Regions from separate parts of the Mus musculus genome. Here regions 1 and 2 are each linked to region 3. A link is a contact called in public ChIA-PET and Micro-C data. All regions are on one chromosome and are shown on one strand. Each heading gives the region's core, a stretch centred on a gene start, on an enhancer-like site or on the middle of the called end of the contact. The rest is flanking DNA. Distances are from core to core; before and after follow the strand shown. Region 1 has its middle 7.6 kb from the start of Gm40746. Region 2 overlaps Gm33843 (a long non-coding RNA gene). Region 3 has its middle 66 kb from the start of Gm33782.

Region 1 (3,595 bases), core at 783-3,282, 190 kb after region 3:
TCAAGTTTTATTCTTTTCTCCTGCTGGGACACAAAGAGTTGGTCTCAACTTTTCTTTTAAAGGAAGGAGAAGAACGCATTCTTAAATCAAGGCTACCCTGGAGCCCTAGGGCAATCCCAGCACTCCTTAACTACAGGGACTGGTTTGTGGACAAACTCTTCTGCCCTTTGAAATTGATTCCCAGTCTTCTTGGTCCTGCTGCCCAGCTAACGAGGTTCTTTTGAATGTAAATGAGTCGTAGTCAAGACATTTCATCTCCCCTCTATTGGTAATAACAAACGGGGCTTCTTGTGTTATCCTTTGTGGAGCTTTGTGAAGTTCAGTAGTGATGGAGTAAGTTCCCTTCTGTAAAATATATATGTATTGTATAAATATATTAGGTTTAGTGTCCTTCCTCCATTGTCTCCATCAAGTTCTTTTGTTTAAAAAATAAAAGCAAAAATTTAAAAGTATAGATGAATTGAAGCCATCTTAGACCAGATGCTAAGTTGGAAACAAATTCAAAGACTTGGGATATTAAATAAATGTGTCTTGTTTGAAAACAGCGGTGGCATGTTTTAGGCCCAATTCTGACAGTACACAGGTCAGCAAAGACCTGTCAGAGCTTTGGGCGCAAACTTTAATTGCCATCTACTGAGGTTTTATCTTTTTCTATGTATTGAATGCTAGTACTGGCCCCCCGAGACCTGGTGGCCTCAGCTAAGAGAGAATACACAAAGTGATGGTACGTGACCTTGCTCTTTAATGATTACTGACTTGAAGACTGTGAGTTGACTGATATGGGTGCTGGGAATCAAACCTGGGTCCTCTGCACCAAGTGCTCCTAACTGCTAAGACATCACTTCAGCCCCTAAGGCAGGGATTCTCCGCTTGTGACTCCTTTTTACCAGAGAGATTTTGATGGAACATCAGATGGAGAAGCATATAAAATAAGTATACAAATGAAACACTACTAATAAATCATATTGAGATTAATTTTTAAAAACTTTGTATGCGTACAATCTATCATTTACTAAAGACAAAAGTCTATTTGCATACCAATGAGAGATGTGCTTGTTTCTTTTGCATAAAAAATTAAATCTTCTGACTATTTTACATTCAGAACATAGAGCACTTTCAGTTTTTCAAAGTAGATCAATATTTTGATTGGGGACTGGACAGGGATTGAACATTTGCTCCAAACAAAGCTAACAGTAAAGGGGACTGGACACTTAGAGACGGTGTTCTGAGAAATAAATTTATATTTATATAGCCATCAATGTTAAGAGTGCCATTTGGCATAAATAGGTAGTACAAACTGTCAGAAGTGTGCTTAGGAGCATTTAGAAATTGTTGGAAATTCTATCCTAATTGTAAGCCAAAATTCACTGGACAATTTTTGCAAGACTCAAAGAAAGAGGAAGAGAGAATAAGGCTGAGTCACTTGCATATTTTATTTTGCTCAAAATTTTCTCAGAACAACCATGATTATATCTGTATATACATAAAGTAAAATAAACAGAGTATAAGCGCAGCAGTGATGTATGTCACAAGCATTGTCTAATCAGAGTAAACTTGAAAATGACTCAATGACAACAAAATTTCAGGATCTAGAAGCACCCATTGGTCTAAGAGACTAATAACAAATACTTTGTTGTAGTCTGCAGCAACCTATAGCAAACACTTCGTTGTAGTGTGCAGCAACCTATAGCAAACTATAGCCACCTGCATACAGCCACGTTCAACACCCAGTCTAAGTCTGACTGTCTCGGAAAGAAGAGCCTCCTACTACATCTCTGCGTACGTCTGGAGGTAATAAAACACGTCCAAACGTTGCTCTATTCTCTATTGCAGCTTTGACTTATCTGTCATAATTCTCCACTTTGGGCTTAAAGACAATTGATTTTTTTTTTCCCTGTGTGGGCCCTTCCAGGATTTTGACTCCAATTGCTGGCAAAAGTGAGCTTTAGCTTCTCCAAAGTAAACATCTCTCTGTCCTCCAGCCGCCGTCCGTATGTGATGTTGAAAGAATGGCAGGAAATCAATGAGTCATGGTGGGGACTGGACAGGGATAGGACGTGCACTCCAAACAAAACTAACAGTAAAGGGGGCTGGACACTTTGAGATGGTGTTCTGAGAAACAAAGCCAAGATTTCAAGAAAAAGCAAGTACTTTACACAGGAAGGGAACTGAGCATCGTCTACACAGAGGGAAGAGTCTCATTGGGGATGGAGAAGAAGAAGACAGGATTGGATGCAGTACCCAGGCAGAGAGCAGCTAAGCCAAACAGAAGGGTGACAAAGTAGAGAAGTTGGGGGCGAGGGGAATAGAAAACTCAATTACAGCAGTCTTTCCCAGATGAACTGATTACCTATTGTGGTGAAGGGAGTTAGGAAACATGTTGTACCTTGTATTGCTGAGTTGGGAAGGAGCATTAAAAATACCAGTGGGGCTGGCAAGGTGGATCAATGGGTAAGGCACTCAAATCCAAACCCTTAGAATGCAGGTAAATCTGACCACCACGGTCTATAATCCCAATATCCCCACAGCAAGATGAGAGTCAGAGCAAGGAAAATCCTGCCCTCCCAAAAGCTTGCATACCAGATACCCTAGCAACATATATTGGCAGACAGAGACCCAACCTCCAGCTGTGAAAAACGAAGATGGACCCCTTACACATGCTCTGGTGCCTACACAAGAAAACACACACACACACACACACACACACACACACACACACACACACACCCCTTATCAAAATGGCCACAAAGGAAACGGAAGAGAGAGGCAGTGGGAGCTAAGTCCAGGCTTTTGTGGTAGCTGAATGTAGAAGAACGGTGCGGGCCTCCTGACAACACTGAGCATCTCAGTGTTTGCTTCACACGTTTTTCCTTTACCCTGCCACCTGATATATGGCCAGAGCAATTACAGGATTGCTTGTTGTTGACTGACCTATAAGGCCTATTTGCAGAGCACAGTAGTGGCTCTTTGTCCCCATTTCCAAGGGTATGTGCACCTTGGTGTGTACAGATCTACAAGGCCCTGGCCCGGTAGAGACCTCCACTCTGGGCATTTATTAAAGAGTCACAATACCTTCCCAGATTGCCTGAGTTATTACAAAAACCCAGCACCCCATGGTGTGAACTGTCTGACCTGTTCAGTCAGTCCCAACAGAAAATACATTCAAAGTGTTACATTTTCTTGTTTTAAAATTTTCCTATTTCCCATGACATTTTTTGTGAGCTCACTGTAAACATAGCTCTGTGTGTTTTCCCTTCCACCCTCTGAAAATGTGTGTTGTGTGAAATATTAAAAAAGCAATCCACGCTATGCTGGCAGGGCACTAGTGGGAAGACTGGCCTGTTCTCATCTCAGCAGACTCTCTAATCTGAAGCTCTGAAATCTCTCCACCTGGCTTACTAAATTCCCATGGTGGGTCATTGCCACGCCAGCCCATGATTCCAAATTCCCACGGCTTTTTGGGGTGCACTTCTTGCAAACCCATGCTTTGCCATGGTACCTTTCTCTCTGGAACCTTGCTGAGTCGCTGCATAAAGGAAAACACCAAACAATCTTGGTTTAGAATTACCGGGTAACTCAATCGCTGGAGTAACAA
Region 2 (3,737 bases), core at 695-3,194, 150 kb before region 3:
TTTTAAGTGACTGTGTGGCATTTCATTGCATAAATATGCCACAATTCATTAAACATTTCAAATGTGTATTTTAACTTACAAACAAAAATAATGCTTGATCAACTATCCTGCAGATACATTTCTTTATATCCTTATTAGTATTTTGAAAAAAAAAAAACATTCCTGAATAGAACCATTAAGCCAAAGAGAGTGTTTAATTTTAGATTTTTAGTATAGTTTATAGATTATTTAGCAAAGGAGAATTGAATTTGCACTTCAGTGATAACCTATCCTTACATGCTTGTCCAAAATGGGCGATACACACACACACACACACACACACACACGCACCCCTGATAGCTCTCTACTGTAATTCATTCAACTTTAGCCTGGTTACTAATGTACTTGGTCATCTTTACTGAGCATTCATGTTTCTTGTTCTGAGAACCGTGTGAATTTATAATTTGCATTATTGTTTATATGGGGTGTTATGTTTCCCACATTTGTTGATGTTTTGTATAAGCATCTTGGAGATAATAGCTTTTTAAAGTACAAGGTTTTAATGATACTTGGCCCAAGTCTCCCTACCCATGGTGTGTGTGTGTGTGTGTGTGTGTGTGTGTGTGTGTGTGTGTGTGTGTGTATGTTTGTGTGTGTGTACTGGATGTGATTAAATGCACCAACACTAATCTTTAACAAGAGAGGCTATTTTTAACTTCTGTCTCTCAGGGCAAACAGAACCCTACCCAGAGGTGAGACGTGTTCCTAGTCTGGGCGGTCGGTAATTCTCCTTCACTCCTGCAGCCCGGTTGCTAGAAGAAATGAGAGTCAGCATGGACAAAGCCAGCAGGGAACGAGGGGCACAACCAGTATCTGCAGCAAGTACCAAACCCGGAGCCCCATCCACAAAACTCAATTAGGAACAATTGGTTGTGCTGAGTGAGGTCAGCTCCAACCGGGGCCCATGAGCTGAGCTGGTTATTAGTGTTGTCAAGTTGCTCAGACAAGTGAATCAGACATCGTTCGTTAGCATTTATCTTTGAAGACGAGGTGGCTAAACAATAAACCGTTGAAGATTTGTTTAGGTGCTTCGTTTTTCTATTCCCCTCTACATGTTTATATGAATTATTTGGTCCTGTACCAGAGAGGATTGTGTGGTAGTCTAATGAGATTTGAGCGTCAGCTGACACAGTTCTTTGTCCCAGTGTCTGGCAGGGGGAGCTGCTTATTTACATGGTCGCTGCATGGTCCTTTTACATCTGTCATTTAGCTCAGCTCGAGTTCTCCGTTACCCAAATAAAAATGAATCACCTCGGGCATCCGTTTGGGATTGCTGCCTTTGAAGTATAGCGGTAAACCCGCTGCCTCAGCATCTGAGAGATCAGCTCACTCTATCACCTAGAATTCTAATCCTGCATTTGGAGGCTTAGAAGTCCAGAGATGGAGGAAATGGGAAGGAAAAGAAGGCTGATCAAAGAATTCACAGTGCTACAAAAGGAATTTACATGTCTCTCTTCCTTTTCTTCTCTCTGTCTAAACAGGTATGTCATTTATCAGGAAAGTTAGTGTTGTTTCCTTTTGTTTTGTTTTTAAGCTGCCTGTAAGGTAAACTTAGCACATCATTGCAATCTATCACCTTTTATAGAAGTAAGGGTACATTTTTTTTTTCAGTGGGAAGATATTGATGTCCATATTTTAAAACTCCTATAATGGGTGGTGGGTCACTTCAAAAGTAGAAGCTAAAATTTTTAATAATAAAACAGAAGGAAGAAGCCTGAGAATAAATTGCAGCATGAGAACACAAAGGGACTCAGGTCATTGTCGCAGCCTTAACCAGAAGCCAGACGATCTAAAAGAAAAATAGCGAACGCCACAGCGTCGACTGGAACACACCATGGGGCAGAACAAAACGGCCGTCTTATGAAAGGCATTTTTTCATTTTTAAGGAGGATGCGCCTGTGCGTTCGCGATGACAAAGCACAGACTGAGAATGGGTCGTTCACACTGACAGGTTGTTTCCTGTTGGGCTAACTGCTTGGGTTGGAGTTTCTGTCTCTCAAATAGTTTTAAAGGAAGAAACAGAAAAGCTAATCTTTCATAAAAGGAGAACTGAGTTTGGAATCACCATACCTGGGTTCTTCCTATGGCTCTTTCTCTCTGAACTAATTAATTAAATTTCCTAATTCCTGAACTAGAAGTAGAAGTAGGGTTCTAACTGCCTGCAAGAAAGTCTGTAGGGCATTTTCTTGATTAATGATTGATGTGAGGGGACCCAGCTCACTAGGGATGGTACCAACTCTAGGCAGGTAGTCCTGGGATGTATAAGAAAGCAGGTTGAACAAGCCAGTGAGCAGCATTTCTCCATGACTTCTGTGTCAGTTCCTGCCTCGAGGTGCCTGCCTTGAGTCCCTGTTTGGCTAGCCCTTCATGACGGACTGTAAGCTGTGAGCTGAAATAAACTCTTTCCTTTCCAAGTTGCTTTCAGTCGCAGTGTTGTCTTACAGCATAAAAACCCAAGAAAGTCTTGAAACATCTCAAAGGGAGCGGTTGAACTCCTGTTGTCAGTTTGGAAACGTGATCCCCCACATTCCCAGGGAGCAGATATAAGAGACTAGGGAAGGGAAATGAAGTCAGAGATAGGCTTCTCCAGCTGCCTGCGTTGGGAGGAACCAGAACTTGCTGCAGTGTCTTTTGCCGCTGCCCAGAGGGTGCTTTGCAAGGTTCTCTGCCCCAGAGGGTGCCTTACAGAGCAATCTGCCCCAGAGGGTCTCTTTCAGAGCGCTCTGCCCTAGAGGGTGCCTTTTAGAGCCATCTGCTCTCTGGATAAAGCACACTCAGTGGTTTCCATTCCAAATCTCATGGGCATCAACTCCAAAGCGTGTTTAAATTGTGCAGGTAAATACCAGACATTTCCACTAATGTCCTAAACTGAGTGTCAGGGACGAGGTGAAGAACTGCCACCTTCCACCTGCTCCAGCCTCTCAAAACTACATGGAACTGGCTATTGTAGGACCGCCTACGGTTCAGTTCAATCCCCAGAGCCCATGTTAGAAACGCTGAGTGTGGTGGCTCCAGGTTATCCTACCGCCAAGGAGGCAGAGGTAGCAAATTCTCTCCACTCCTGGGGGGCGGGGGAAGCTTCTCTGGCCAACCAACCTCATCTACTCTGAGTTCCAGAGTGGGTGACCCTGTTTCCAAAAACTAATGGCTGCCGGGTGCGCGCGCGCGCGCACACACACACACACACACACACACACACACACACACACACACACACACACACACACACACATACAGAGCTATTACCACTGTGCTTAGACAAGAAGTAGAGCTGAAAGGAATTTAAAGTCTGACCATGAATTGAACTGTGTACTAAGGAAAAGACATAGTTAAACGTTAAAATTTAAAACAATCACTTTTTTTTTTCCTTGTTCACAGTAAATTCATTTTATTCCCAAGTCCACATGCATGTCCCCGTGCCATAAGTGAAGATTCTTCAGTAAACAGAAAATGCAGGGCGACCTTAAATCTGGTCATTCTGAGCAGTGTGAACTTGAAATAACTTTCCATTGGCTGAACATCAGTTTCTTAATTTCCCAAAACAGGGATCAATAGCACCCTTCTCATGTGGTCCTTCAACATCACACGGAACAATGAATGCAGCACCATGGCTAACATCTTGATAAATGGACACTCATAACAATATTTATTAGCAATCGATCAAAAGATGGCACCAGCCCTGTGGAGAGGCCCACTAT
Region 3 (4,019 bases), core at 1,056-3,555:
CCCTTAGTCCTTAGGAAAAGGAGTTCTGTGACAGCCACACACTGGTTGGCAGGTTGACCTGTAAGATTCACCAAGGTATACAACCACTCTGGAAATCAGTTTGGCAGGTCCTCAGAAAATTGAACATAGTACTACCAGAAGATCCAGCAATACCACTCCTGGGCATATACCTAGAAGATGCTCCAACATGTAATAAGAATACATGCTCGACTATGTTTATAGCAGCCTTATTTATAATAGCCAGAAGCTGGACAAAAACCAGATGTCCCTGAACAGAGGAATGGATACAGAAAATGTGATACATTTACACAATGGAATACTATGCAGCTATTAAAAACAATGAATTTATGAAATTTGGAGGCAAATGGGATCTGGGGGATATCATCCTGAGTGAGGTAACCCAATCGCAAAAGAACACACTTGATATGCACTCACTGATAAGTGGATATTAGCACAGAAGCTTGGAATACCGAAGATACAATTCACAAAAACAAACAAACAACAACAACAACAACAACAAAAAAAACCCCACACACACACAAAACTCAAGAGGAAGGAAGACCAAAGTGTGGATACTTTGGTCCTTCTTAGAAGAGGGAACAAAATACCTATGGAAGGATTTACAGAGACAAGTGTGAAGTAGAGACTGAAAAAATGGCCATCAAGAAACTGCCTCACCTGAGGATCCATCCCATAAACAACCACCCAAACCAGACACTACTGTGGATGCCAACAGGAGCTTGCTGACAGAAGCCTGATGTAGCTGTCTCCTGAGAGGCTCTGCTAGTGCCTCATAAATACAGAAGTGGTTGCTCACAGCCATCCATTGGACTGAGCACAGGGTCCCCAATGAAGGAGCTAGAGAAAGTACCCAAGGAACTGAAGGGGTTTGCAGCCCCATAGGAGGAACAACAATATGAACCAGTATCTCCAGAGCTCCCTGGGTATAAATCACCAATCAAAGAAAACACATGGTGGGACTCATGGCCCTAGCTGCATATGTAGCAGAGGATGGCCTAGTCGGTCATCAATGGGAGGAGAGGCCCTTGGTCTTGTGAAGGTTCTATGCCCCAGTGTAGGGGACTGCCAAGGCCAGGAAGAGGGAGTGGGTGGGTTGGTGAGCAGGGGTGGGAGGAGGGATAGGGGGTTTTCAGAGGGGAAACTAGGAAAGGGAATAACATTTGAAATGTAAATAAAGAAAATAGCTAATTAAAAAAAAAAAAACAAGACTCACCAAGAGAACATCATCTAAAATACTTACTAATTAACTGAACTTCTTATCACAATAAACCATAAAGCCTTCATTGACAGCTTGATGACTTGAAACATATAATCTCCTAAGGCTCTAAAGTACAATTCCTGTGTGTTTTTATTTCTTAGTTAGGGTCATTCTCTGTAGCCCAGGCTGGCCTGAAGTTCAAGGCTAGCTCCTTGACTCAGCCTTCCAAGTAATGGGATTATAGGCGTGAACCACGAGGGATGTCTCAGCTGTTGTGGATTTCACAGGGCCGGAGGACCTCAGGATAAATACTTGCTTGTGGCTAAAGGACAACTGTCAGGGCTTTGTAAAGTGACTTTATTTCTTCTCTTAATGCCAAACCATGTGGCTGTTTCCCTTAGTCCTTTATACTAAGTAGAGGTGCTAGAACATTCCATGTGAGCAGACTACTACTTGGGTACACGAAGAGCTTCACTGTAGAGGCATCTGAGTTTAGTGTCCCTTTGTGTTTATCTGGCTATCATTTCTGGAGGCTTAGATGTGTGAAAGAGATGGAACTTCCCATGTCCTTTGTGCCACCTCTGTTATCTTTGGGTCAGCCTAAAGACTCCTGAACCGGCTTGAGGCCTGCAGGTTTTTTCTGCTGCTCTCTCTGTGTTCTTGGGAGGGCTGTTGACCTGTTGGTAGAAGGAAGAGACAATTTAACAGTCCCGGATCAGTTCCGTGTTTCAGTGAGGCCAAGTTGGGTATTTCCCTTCCCAGATCAGTTAAGCCCCTGGTAAAACCCCATGAGTCAGGCTCTGCTGCACCAGTGTCCTGAAGGTTAAGTCTTAGCAAGGAGAACCCAGAACTTCAGGTATATTTTAAAATGACGATGTCCCTACCCCGTGGGGAAGCAATACAGTATTTTACTTTTGTTTTTTCACAGTAGGAGTCTAATATCAGTAAAACTCAGGAAAGTTCCTTTGTTTAGACCCTCTAAGATATCCAATTCTCAGGCTTGAGCAGACGGGAACAATAGCAATTTGTTGGTGGGTGGTAGTGGTTTCTGTTTCCACACTTCTGCTTTTGGTGAACTGACGTTCTCCACACTCATGGGCCTGCCGCTCTTGCTTGTCGGCAGCAGTCTGTGACCTCAATTCTCTGAAGGCTCTAAGAAGAGCTGTCAGTTCAGTTTGTTCAATTTGTTGTTGTTGTTGTCGTCGTCTTTCTTGCTTTATTGTGTTGTGTTATGTGATTGGGAGTCACAAGTTCAAAACATGTGTCATGACTGAAGCCAGAGCACATTTCGGAGTTGGTGCACAATGTTTCCTATATGTGTGGAGAACAGGAGCTCAAACTGGAGTCTGTGGTGGCCTCAAACTCACTGTCATCTTACCTCAGCATCCCACATGTTGGAATTACAGAAGAATGACGCCACACCCAGCCACAGGGTCTCTTTCCCTGAATTCTACTGAACCTGGAATCTTCTTGGATGGTGGCTGTGAATCAGAAGTCTGAACCAAATAGCCAGATGAGCCAGCAGGCCCCACTCCAGGTTTGGGGATACTTCTCTAAGCCTGGGGTGTTCCTATTCCAAGGTGAGGGCTGTGCTGCCCTTTCACAGGCCCTGTGGAGCACAAGCAATGCTGATGTACAGTATTCTTTCAGGCTCACCACGACATACACAGGCCAGTTGCTTGAGACTAGCTCCTGTCAGAGGTCACCCTGTTTTGTAGTTATCTGAGTGCCCAATAGCTTTGCTTCGCATTCTCAAAGGCAGACATTCACAGATCAGTGGCCCTGAGGGAGGCCAAGAAGAGCATGGCATTCAAGCGACAGGAAGAGGATGCTGGGTTTTAGGTAGAGCAGTTAAGAGGAAGCGTCTCTCAGGCCCTGATAGACAAGGAGGCTTCTGCAGAAGGGGTAGGGGTGGGGCAAAGGGCAGAGAAAAGGGCCTGTGGATTCTGCTCAGTCTTTGTGATGCATCGAAAAGAAGGACTCTGGAAAGACTGAGCCTAGCGATTCTCAAATGTTCACGGAGATCTTGCAGATTCTGTTTGAGTGCTTCTGATGCCAGGCACCGAATTCTGCATTTCTAACAGTCTCTGGGGGAGGAGTGGTTACGGATATCAGAGCTTAGGCCATACTGTGAGGCACAAGGGTGTCAGAGGACTCCCCCTGTGCTAACATAGACAACACAGTGGTAGCTGCTCACTGCGCTCTCTGACCTCCTCGTAGGCATTCTCAGTTTGACACAGTCCCTTCTGGAAGAGTAAATGGACCCTCTGTGTTTCTAAAGCCTGAGCTTTCTTCCAAGCCTCTCTCTAGCCTATCCTCCTCTAGGATTCCTCTACCCCTGGAGGCCTCTGTGATTCATGGCTTTTGTGGGCTTCTGTACCCTTTCTTGTGCCTACCAAGGCATTCTCTTGATCTGTCTCCTGACTAGAACTGTAGGTGTTGAGTACGGACCATACATCTTATTCCTCTTCACTTCACAGGGCTCAGAGGGAGCTCGGGTCATTAGGAATACGCTGAGACTGCCCAGCGTACTCTAAACAACTTAGACAAGAGTGTAAGCCTCGGCTCTCTCACTCAGCAGCTGTTAAAGCCGAGACAAAGAGCTGCTCTTTGAGTTTTAGCGGTGGTGATAGGTGCGAGGAATGTTGATACCCCCACTGGATTGTTGGGAGAAACTGAGAAAATAAAGTTAGCCAAGTGTTACATCAAGTGTCTACCATAAAGTCAACACTCCATAAATTTAAACCCTCTCCCCTTGAGTCCATTTTTCCTTTGCCCTTATTAGGAGTTAATGGTATGT

Evidence for each region. Hi-C and Micro-C count contacts between places; a contact is called where the count stands out from the background. ChIA-PET counts read pairs in DNA pulled down with a chosen protein or histone mark.
Region 1: a Micro-C map of macrophages shows a contact between it and region 3, with 4 times the contacts expected there. The contact joins two enhancer-like sites. A contact is called at or near these places in 1 of 15 datasets of contacts at CTCF or cohesin (CD8 T cells), 5 of 484 Hi-C or Micro-C datasets (CD4 T cells, Th1 cells, bone marrow-derived macrophages and 1 more) and 4 of 115 datasets of contacts at active chromatin or transcription factors (CD8 T cells, the HPC-7 cell line, effector CD8 T cells and 1 more).
Region 2: an RNA polymerase II ChIA-PET map of memory CD8 T cells shows a contact between it and region 3, with 1,451 read pairs. The contact joins two enhancer-like sites. A contact is called at or near these places in 1 of 15 datasets of contacts at CTCF or cohesin (CD8 T cells), 2 of 484 Hi-C or Micro-C datasets (CD4 T cells and uterus) and 2 of 115 datasets of contacts at active chromatin or transcription factors (CD8 T cells and memory CD8 T cells).

What each region holds. Positions count from the first base shown.
Region 1 is chr10:96,186,763-96,190,357 of GRCm38.p6, reverse strand. No RefSeq gene overlaps it. Among named protein-coding and RNA genes, the nearest start is that of Gm40746, 7.6 kb to the right of the region's middle. Within about 2 kb of position 2,032, at least 84 of the 459 cell types and tissues checked have an H3K27ac peak or open chromatin away from gene starts, as enhancers often do. A contact at or near this core is called in bone marrow-derived macrophages and macrophages, where this site is marked.
Region 2 is chr10:96,521,643-96,525,379 of GRCm38.p6, reverse strand. Gm33843 (a long non-coding RNA gene) reads left to right here. Exons shown (of 4, transcript XR_380712.2): 4 at 709-956. Among named protein-coding and RNA genes, the nearest start is that of Gm33843, 75 kb to the left of the region's middle. Within about 2 kb of position 1,944, at least 23 of the 459 cell types and tissues checked have an H3K27ac peak or open chromatin away from gene starts, as enhancers often do. A contact at or near this core is called in CD8 T cells and memory CD8 T cells, where this site is marked.
Region 3 is chr10:96,372,712-96,376,730 of GRCm38.p6, reverse strand. No RefSeq gene overlaps it. Among named protein-coding and RNA genes, the nearest start is that of Gm33782, 66 kb to the right of the region's middle. Within about 2 kb of position 2,305, at least 141 of the 459 cell types and tissues checked have an H3K27ac peak or open chromatin away from gene starts, as enhancers often do. A contact at or near this core is called in CD8 T cells, bone marrow-derived macrophages, macrophages and 1 more, where this site is marked.